Regions from separate parts of the Rattus norvegicus genome. Here all the other regions are linked to region 2. Evidence: chromatin contacts called from public Hi-C data. All regions are on one chromosome and are shown on one strand. Each heading gives the region's core, a stretch centred on a gene start, on an enhancer-like site or on the middle of the called end of the contact. The rest is flanking DNA. Distances are from core to core; before and after follow the strand shown. Region 1 has its middle 12 kb from the start of Rps12l8. Region 2 holds the start of Cenpp (centromere protein P). Region 3 overlaps Ippk (inositol-pentakisphosphate 2-kinase).

Region 1 (2,835 bases), core at 139-2,638, 240 kb before region 2:
TTGCAGCCTCCCAGAGAATTGCAGTTCAATTCCCAGCAGTCTCATCAGGTAACTTACAGTGCAGTAACCTCTAATTCCAGCTCCAGGGCATCTGTTGCCCTCTCCTGGACTCCATGGTCACTGCACAGGTGTGTGTGTGTGTGTGTGTGTGTGTGTGTGTGTGTGTGTGTGCGCGCGAGTGTGCACATGTGTGTCCACACAGAGATATACATATGCACATAATTAAATCTTTTTTTTTTGTTGTTTTTTTTTTTTTTTCGGAGCTGGGGACTGAACCCAGGGCCTTGCGCTTCCTAGGCAAGCGCTCTACCACTGAGCTAAATCCCCAACCCCCATAATTAAATCTTTTAAAAGGAATCTAGGCCTGGAGAGATGGCTTTGTGGTCACGAGCACTTGTTGCTCTTGCAGAGGACCTGATAGGATTCCCAGCACCCACACGGTGGCTCACAACCATCAGTAGCTCCAGATCCAGGGGATCCAATGGCCTGATCTGACCTCTGGGGACACTAAGCATGTACACGGCACACAGACGCACACACAGGCAGACACTCAGGAAACAAAAGAACAATTCAAAAGTTTAAAAGTTTTTAATGAGTTCTTTATTTATTTTTATATATTTATTTGTTTTATTTGTATGACTACACCATAGCTGTCTTCAGACACACCAGAAGAGGGCTCCAGATCCCATTGCAGAAGTTGTGAGCCGCCATGTGGTTACTGGGAATTGAACTCAGGACCTCTGGAAGAGCAGTCAGTGCTCTCAATTGCTGAAGACAAAGCAATTGCTAGGAGAAAAAAGGTTTTTTTTGTTTGTTTGTTTTGTTTGTTTTTTGTATATCTGATAGGTACGTAGATGAGTAGTAACCAGATATATAAAGCATTATTTCTCTATTTCGCCTTTTTTTTGAGACAGTCTCACGTAGCCCAGTGTGTCCCGGAACTAGAACTCCTGATTCCCATGCTACACCTTCCAAGTCCTGGAATACAGGCATGCTCCACCACATGTGTTCTATGCAGTGATGGGGACCGTAAGCATTCTACCAACTGAGATACACAGCCTAGTCCCAGAACTTCTAAACAGTGGGTGAGTCCCCCACAGTGTGCACGTGGAGGTCAGAGGACAACTTTTGGGGGTCCTGGGAATTGAACTCAGGTCATCAGGTTTGATACCAAGTGCCTTTCCCCGCAGAGCCATCTTGACTCTCTAGGTCAACAGTAAGATGAAGGTGTTGAAGACTGCAGACTGTGAAGAGCAGAGACTGCCGCTCAGAACCTCCCCTCAGGGGGAGGGCCCTTGCACTGAACAAAGACTGGAAGGCAAAGGAGAGGAGGAGGCTTGCTGGTGGGAGGGCAATGGCTTGGAGGCTGTGGTTAGGGAGGTTGGATTAGAGACGGGAGTGTATTTGGCTTTCTGGTTGGTCCTAAGTTGGAAGCAGGCTATTGATCAGGTCCTGGTGTTTGGGACTGATTGTTCTAGAGGTTAATATTTAGCTTCCCAGGAGTCCCTAGAGATAGCGTCCTGCTTCCTGTAGGCTGCCCACACAGCTGCCCTCCTTGGCTGGTTTCTACAGATAAGGGTTGCCTTCCTGTTCAGGTCGCTGTGGGTGGGGTCAAAGTTCCATTTTTATAGATGGTCTTTCTGGACCTTGTCCATTTGGTTAATCAGGATCTCACAAACAACCCGATTTAAAGTTGGGTGAGATTCTTGAGTAAATCTGTCAGGAAGAAAATGCAATTCAAAACATAAGTACCTAAATGACATTATCAAAGCAAAACAGACACCCACCACACACATGTGCACCGCATACACACATCACACACCGTCACCAGGTACACATATACACATACCAAACATATAAACGCCAGACACATGCATGCACTCTCAAAGTTGTCTTTAGACCCCTAGGTGCACTGCCGAAAAGTACCTGTCCACCAACACATCAAGTGCATGTGTCATGCATACACAGTAAAAAAAAGACCCAGAAGTTTCTATGTCTATAATTTTTTTTTTTTTTTGAAACAGGTTCTAAAGTAGCCCGGGCTGGCTTCGGGCTCAGTATGTAGCCAAGGTGACTTTGGACTTCTGATTCTCCTGCTTCTGTCTTCCCAGCGCTGAAATTACAGGCATGTACCATCACAACCAGCTAGGCTTTTCCTTCCTCCCTCCCTCCCTCCCTCCCTCCCTCCCTCCCTCCCTCCCTCCTTTCCTTCCTTCCTTCTTTTCTTTCTTCCTTCCTTTCTTTGAGATACATACAAATCTGCTATTTATGTAGCTCAGGCTGGCCTAGGACTCTTAGTAATCCATCTACCTCTGTGTCTTGAATAACAAACAAGATGTGCATTCCAAATCCAGCTTACCCCCAGAATTCCACTCAAAAGCAATAAAAGAGAAAATCTACTCAAAGACTTAGACCATTATTTATTCTAACAAGAAAATCTACTTGCTTATGAGCTCGCCGGTGACCATGCAAGCTCACTGGGGTGCGCTTCTGTGATGAAATGCTAGAAGTTTAAAATGACCCTAGAACAAGCTGTTCCCATTGGTTCCACGAGCTTCTTACTGAAGCCCAAAGCTTGCTTGTCGGAACTTGTGAAACTGGAGACAGGCTAGAAGTCTCCTTCAGCTCCAACTGCAGGCCAACGCTACATCCTGGCCCTCAGATCAGACCCTCCACAGTGGGGGCTTTGAGAAAGTATCACAATGGACGTCTTCCTCCTGTGCTAAGCCCCCCCTCCCCCGGCCCCTCAGAAGTCCAGGTTATTGGCCTTTCTCACTGGGGGCTGCCTGGGATCTGGCTTCCTCCTTGGTCTTCTTCTGACCTGGAGTACTGAGT
Region 2 (3,072 bases), core at 466-2,965:
CCCTTCTGTACTCTGACCTCCATATAGATGTTACAGCATACACATGCAAAAGTCATAATAATAATAAAATCAAGCAGCTCAGGAAACAGAACTCAATCTTCCTTCAAAATGAGAAAAAAAACTATATTAAATCTACACATTTGGGATTGACATTTAATGTCTTCCCTAATCTGGACTCTCCAGCCTTTTCAATTCCATTACTGAAGAGTCCCAGATTACATAACCAATGTACTACATCATACTGGGCTTATATTGACACCTTGTGGTGAGTAAAGAAACTATTTTCCCCCATGGTCTGACAAAGAGCTTCTTAAACCTTTTAGTGTATATACAAAAGGTATAGGGGCAGGCTGTGTTGATAAAATACAAATTCTAATTCAATAAGTGGGGATGGAGTCAGCCTGGCAGTCTCACCAACTCCCAGGTAATCCTAATGCTTCCAATAAGTGGCTCACACCTAAATTAATAATGTCTCCCATTCTCACAGTGGAAGCGCAGGCATAGGCCAGACACACATACACTTTCCCCTCTTTCATCAGTTAACAATCTCTCTCTCATTCACCACTCCCACACACACTTCTCCAAGTTTTCCAATTAAGGTTATTTGTAGCACAGAAAAATCTCATTCTCTGCACCTGTACCAAAGTGTACCTAATAAACGTAGTTTGTTTTCTCGTTTAAGATACTAAGTTACTGCTAGTTCCAACCTCCGTTCTCTCTTTGAATAGACAATGCCTGGCTTTGGATTTCTCTAGGACCTTACCCAAGCTATTTAACTTCTCTGGCACTCAGATCAATTACCTTTAAATAAGGCTGAACAACAGCACCTAATCCAGAGGACTATCACACTTTCCTATAGACGGCATTAGCCATATACCAATTTATCGTTGTCCATGCTAGGCGGCCCTGCCACAGGTTATATACCCTCACTCTTATGTTGTTAACATAATGCAAAAAAAAAAAAGTTAGGATCACTTAACTATGGTTAGGTGATTCACAAAAACAAATCGATGAGTTAGGGAATTCCAACTAGACAGAGCACACATGGTGGCTCAGGTAATAACCCCACTACTGGGTGTAGGAGTTGGGGGTTGAGGAAGAAGGATCTTGAATTTGAAATCAAATTAAGCCAATTAGTTGGGGGTTGAGGAAGAAGGATCTTGAATTTGAAATCAAATTAAGCCAATTCCTGACCTACAGAGTAACAATGTCTCCAAACCCAGAAGAAAAAAAAAACAGCTATTTAGATACTGTTTCCCAAAGGCAAGATTGTTTAAAGAAACCAAGACTTTCCCTTTGATTCTCATCAACCGGGCGAAAACAACCCTTAAGAAAACTATTTTCTGCTGATTAGAATCAAGCCATAAGCCCCATACGCAGCGTTCACACTCTGAGGTCATCGTCACAGAATACTGATTCAAGTTCACATTTCAGGATGTCTCCCACTACATTTTTCAGCACAGGGCTTGAGGGGGAGTCGGAGCCCTGAACTGTCAGAAGGTCGATAGACCCGCCGGGTGCAAAGATGCATGGGCCGGAGGGATGAACCCGAGCCACGTACCAGGCTCCGGAGGTCTTCTCCTCGAGGTTTTGCAGCATTCTGCATTCTCGCTGCAGCGCTGCGACCTCCTCCTCCAAGGCGCGCAGTTCGCGGGTCTCCGGATCCATGGCTACCAGCAAGGAGCCCCGAGGGTGAAGCCAAGACTCAGCAGTCTGGGAACCTCTAGAGCTGGACGCTTCAAGCGGCGCGCGCGCTCCGGGCGCGGACCATTCGAGAACTCGCCGGGGAGAGGCTGCTGGGAGACGCGCGTCCACCCCTACTGCCTCAAACAACGTTCCAGAGCCTTACGTCCCTCAGAAAGTGTCTAGACGCTCCCGACGCTTCTGAGAGTTGGTTCGTTCCAAGCTCCAACGACCGCCCACTCCCTCTAACTGCCACTGGGCTAGCCGAACCCTAGCGTCACTGAAGAGGTGGTGCTGGGAAGCACGAGGAAAAGAGTCTCTTTATTTTGGTTCCGGGTCTTCACTTCCGCCAACTTGTCCCGGAAATCAGGAATCATGCGGCGGAGAGTCTTTTCTGTAGGAAGTTTTCTGTAGGAATTATGGATTTTTTTAACCCCTCTGGAAACTTTACAACGTGGAGGAGAACAAACAGAACGTTCGTGAAAAAGAAGGCAGACGAAATGAGGAGCCCTCTGGAACTGCGTGATAACGGAACCTTAGGAGATGGGGTTAGAAACCCTGTAGGAAGGAAAAGAAAATGCACCCGCCCGCACGTGTTATTAGACGTTAGGGGCTACTCTGCGCTTGAGCTGAGGAGCAAGCGTCTTGAGGAGAGTGTTTGCGCGTGAGAAGTGCTGGACTGTTGCTCCTAGCCTCTCCTCTCCTTCCTTGGGGTTTCTCGGAGGGAGAAGGCGGGGTTGGAAGGATGGGGCGGCGGCTACCAAGAAGTGGTACACTGTAGGTCTTTCCCAGACTGCAGGTCTTTGCTTTGGGGTCCTGCCGCCGCCGTCTTGTGATCTCGCTTGGAAGGAGTCAGCCAGCTTTTGAGGAAGGTTTGAATGAGAGCTGAGCACCTGCCGAGGGCTTAACGAGATGGAGAGACCCCTCGAAAACTTTTCCAGCAACCTTGGTAGGACATTGTTAACAGTTCCGGGGTCTGAAATTAGACCTCATTATGATCCTTGGTTCACCGCTGCTGTTTTCTAAATGGCCCTGGGACCTCCTACTCCTCTGACCGATGAGATCCACTCAAACTGAACAATACAGGCACACAGTGGGGAAATATATTTTAGGTATAACATAAGTTGCCCTCTTTGTGACTGAACAGCGCTTTGGGAACACTTATATTTTGCCATAGTATTGTAATTGCAGACTTTGTTATGACTATGGAACTCCAGGATGGAGACATTTTTATCCTCTAGCATACTATTTTTTGCCAATATCTGTTAAGGTAAAAATAAATGTAGAAATGAATGGGGGGGGCACCAGTACTGTGAATAAGAGCTGTGGTTGTTTTTAGAGAAAACATCTGGGTGCGGATATGTGGGTGTGCTGCGCTTAGGTCCAGTT
Region 3 (2,882 bases), core at 50-2,549, 180 kb before region 2:
CAGGAGCCAACCAGAGCCCTACTGGGACCGTTTCTCAGCTTCGACTAAGATCCAGTGTGCAGTCTCTGGAGTCTGGCTAAGCTACCTGTGTCCCTGAGGAACGTCTTTGGCCTTCACATATAGAATCATTCTGTGCACGCTCCCGTGTTCTGTAGCCTGTTCTTTAGAGGTGTCTGAGCTGTGCCTTTGCACTTGACTGTGAGCCTTGCTCGCCTGGCACCAGAAGTCAACACTTTCCAGGGGGCCTTTTGTCTTTGGATACTTCCCACCTTCACATTCCCTTTCCTGTCATAGTAGAACTGCTCTAGGTTCTTGTGCTTACTATTTGTACCATGTCTTTTTCACCACTTTATATTCTTTTGTCTTTGAATAGACATGGAATGGTTTATTTCATGAGTTTGTACACTGCGTGTGTGCGGGAGCCCTAAGAGGCCAGAGTGTGGCAGGCCGCTCGGGACTAGGTGACAGGTGGCTGTGAGCTGCCTGATGCGGGTGCGGAGAAGCAGACCTGGATCCTTTGCGAGAGCATCAAGTGTTCCTAACCATTGAGCAATCTTCCCAGGTCCTATAATTGTTTTAAAAACAGTCACTCAGGATGGTAGAGAGACAGATTAATAGATACTGGTAAGTCTAGGAGTTGGACAGATGGATTATTAATATAAAGGCCTTGTTTTCCCTTGGAGAAAACCTTAGGTTCTGTTCCCAGCATCTACATCAGGATAGATACTCACTTCTAATTCCAGCTCCTGTGGACCCACTCCTCCTTTTGGCCTCTGAGAGCACTTGCACACATGTGCATACACTCACAGACAGACAGACAGACAGACAGACAGACACGCACACACACACAAACATAAAAGAAGAAACAAACCTATCCCGACACTATCTCTGTCACTTAGACTTAAAATTTGAGACAGTGCCTCATGTTTCCCAGGCTGGTCCTCTTGCCTCAGCCTCCCTTGTGCTGGGACTGCAGGGGGCCGCCACACCCCAAAGCATCTTTACTCATCCTTAGTGTAGGTCTGACTGGCAGTGGTCTTAGCTTTGTTTAATGAAACGGTAACTATTTTTCTGGAGATACTTTGGGATCTGTAGGGCTTTGATGTCTTTAGTTTAGGGAAAGGGACTTTTCTTCTCCCCTTCCACTTCTTATTTGACCCGAGCCTCTGCCTTTGTCCAGTTCATAGCGTTGTGGGTAATTAGTGTTACATTTCTTAGAGATCAGAATGTGGGGGTCACTGTTGCAGTGGACGGGGGAGGATGCTTCACATCCCTGTCACTGCCTTCTAGCTTACTCAGGCTGGCTACTCAGCCTCGCTTCCCTTAAGGCTGTCCCCTCTATCTAGTGGCACTTCTCTTCAGTTAATCTGATGAATGCTTAATGTTGTCTTTGTTTTTCTAAAAATCTTAAATGGCTGATTTTTATGGCTTCCAGTTCTCAGAGGTTCTCTTTGTTTTGATTCCTTGAGTAGAGCAGTGTGTATGCTTGGTACCTCAGTAGCTGGAGTCCATGTGTGCATCCGTGTCAACTATTAGCTGTGGGGTTGTTTTTCAGCTTTAGCTCTTTTTACAAAAGTGTCTTTTAGACCATTTTCCATTTCTCAGCAGAAGTGAAGGGAACTAGAGGTTCTCACAGCCCTTCTGTGCTTTTTTTTTTTGGTTGGCTTTTATTCATGTCATCTGTCTTATGCCTGCATATTTTTACTTGCATGTCAGAAATGGTATTTGTAAAATTATTTTAGAGATCATTTGCTGCCTAGAGAGTTTTAGGCTTGTCTTTGTCAGGAGGACTGGCAGGCTGGTGTCACTTTGGCCCACTTTGGTCCTTCTGAAGAAAAGCAGCAGTTATTGGCAGGGCCTCAGCTTAGGCTCAGGGTTAGAAGGTCCATGTGGTTCCTGCCCTGCCAGCACCGAAGGTTGACCTTTCTTTGGAAAACAGACCCAGATCCCTGTCTCTGTGTTATTAGCAATGCCTCCAATCACAAGTTTTTGACCATTTCGGTTTTCCAGTTGGCTGTTGCCACTGAACAGGCTCAGGAACTCACTGGAACACTGCTGAAGTGAAAACACGACTCCTTGCTTTGTGTCTAAGTTACCCTCCCCTCCCCCAGAGCAGAAAAAGGTTTGCCATTAGTTTGATTTGTAGCAATAATACCTTCTTATAGATAAGACATGCATTACATATGTAAATATTTTATATTTCTATGTTAGGGCTGGAGAGATGGCTCAGCATTTGAAGAGCACTGGCTGCTCTTCCAGAGGACCTTGATTCAATTCCTAGCAACCGCATGGTGGCCCACACCCATCTGTACCTTCACTTCCAGGGGATTTGATGCCCTCTACTGGCCTTCCTAGGAACTGCACAACATGCAGACAAAACACACATACACATAAAGGAATTTATATGTAGTCCAGTCTGGCCTCAGATTCATTGTTGCTGTAGAAGGTGATTTGAATTCCTGATTTTTCCAATGCCCCCTCCCAAGTGCTGGGATTATAGGTGTACCCCACCACACCTGCCCAGGACTGAGACATTCTCCATTTTGATAAGTTGGGTGTGTTTGTTTCTTACTTCTCTTGTCTTGGATTAGGACTGCGTTGCATAAATCCTTGGTAGGTACCTGTTTAGGTTTTAAAACTGTCTTTGTGTGGCTTCTTGTTGTACCTTGGTTAGACTGGCAGTGCTTTAAGGGCACTTTTTATTTGCCTCTTTTTTTTTTTTTTTTGACTTGGCTTCTGGGTATGTATCCTGAGATAACAAACTTCACTGCTAACTGGAGGGTATACAGATTGGGCCTGGCTGTCCCCTCATCCTGAGCTCTTTAGGCTCAGAGAAGCCAGCAGGCCTGGTGTGTGAGCTCCCACTCCTTCCTCCTCCTTGC

The links. A called contact is a pair of places that touch in the nucleus more often than the background predicts.
Region 1: a contact with region 2 is called in a Hi-C map of hepatocytes, with 2.8 times the contacts expected there. The contact joins the enhancer-like site here to the promoter of Cenpp in region 2. A contact is called at or near these places in 7 of 12 Hi-C or Micro-C datasets (the A7r5 cell line, Schwann cells, frontal cortex and 3 more).
Region 3: a contact with region 2 is called in a Hi-C map of Schwann cells, with 6 times the contacts expected there. The contact joins the enhancer-like site here to the promoter of Cenpp in region 2. A contact is called at or near these places in 11 of 12 Hi-C or Micro-C datasets (the A7r5 cell line, Schwann cells, frontal cortex and 6 more) and 1 of 1 datasets of contacts at active chromatin or transcription factors (oligodendrocytes).

Annotation. Positions count from the first base shown.
Region 1 is chr17:15,459,139-15,461,973 of GRCr8, reverse strand. It overlaps a transcript of Bicd2 not described here. Among named protein-coding and RNA genes, the nearest start is that of Rps12l8, 12 kb to the right of the region's middle. Within about 2 kb of position 1,388, at least 5 of the 93 cell types and tissues checked have an H3K27ac peak or open chromatin away from gene starts, as enhancers often do. A contact at or near this core is called in hepatocytes, where this site is marked.
Region 2 is chr17:15,219,164-15,222,235 of GRCr8, reverse strand. It overlaps Cenpp (centromere protein P), which reads right to left and starts at 1,715. Exons shown (of 8, transcript NM_001402493.1): 1 at 1,562-1,715. The coding sequence starts at 1,668. It overlaps Nol8 (nucleolar protein 8), which reads left to right and starts at 2,034. Exons shown (of 17, transcript NM_001395573.1): 1 at 2,034-2,632. The coding sequence starts at 2,596.
Region 3 is chr17:15,401,733-15,404,614 of GRCr8, reverse strand. The region is part of intron 11 of Ippk (inositol-pentakisphosphate 2-kinase); the gene reads left to right. Among named protein-coding and RNA genes, the nearest start is that of Ippk, 33 kb to the left of the region's middle. Within about 2 kb of position 1,299, at least 9 of the 93 cell types and tissues checked have an H3K27ac peak or open chromatin away from gene starts, as enhancers often do. A contact at or near this core is called in Schwann cells, where this site is marked.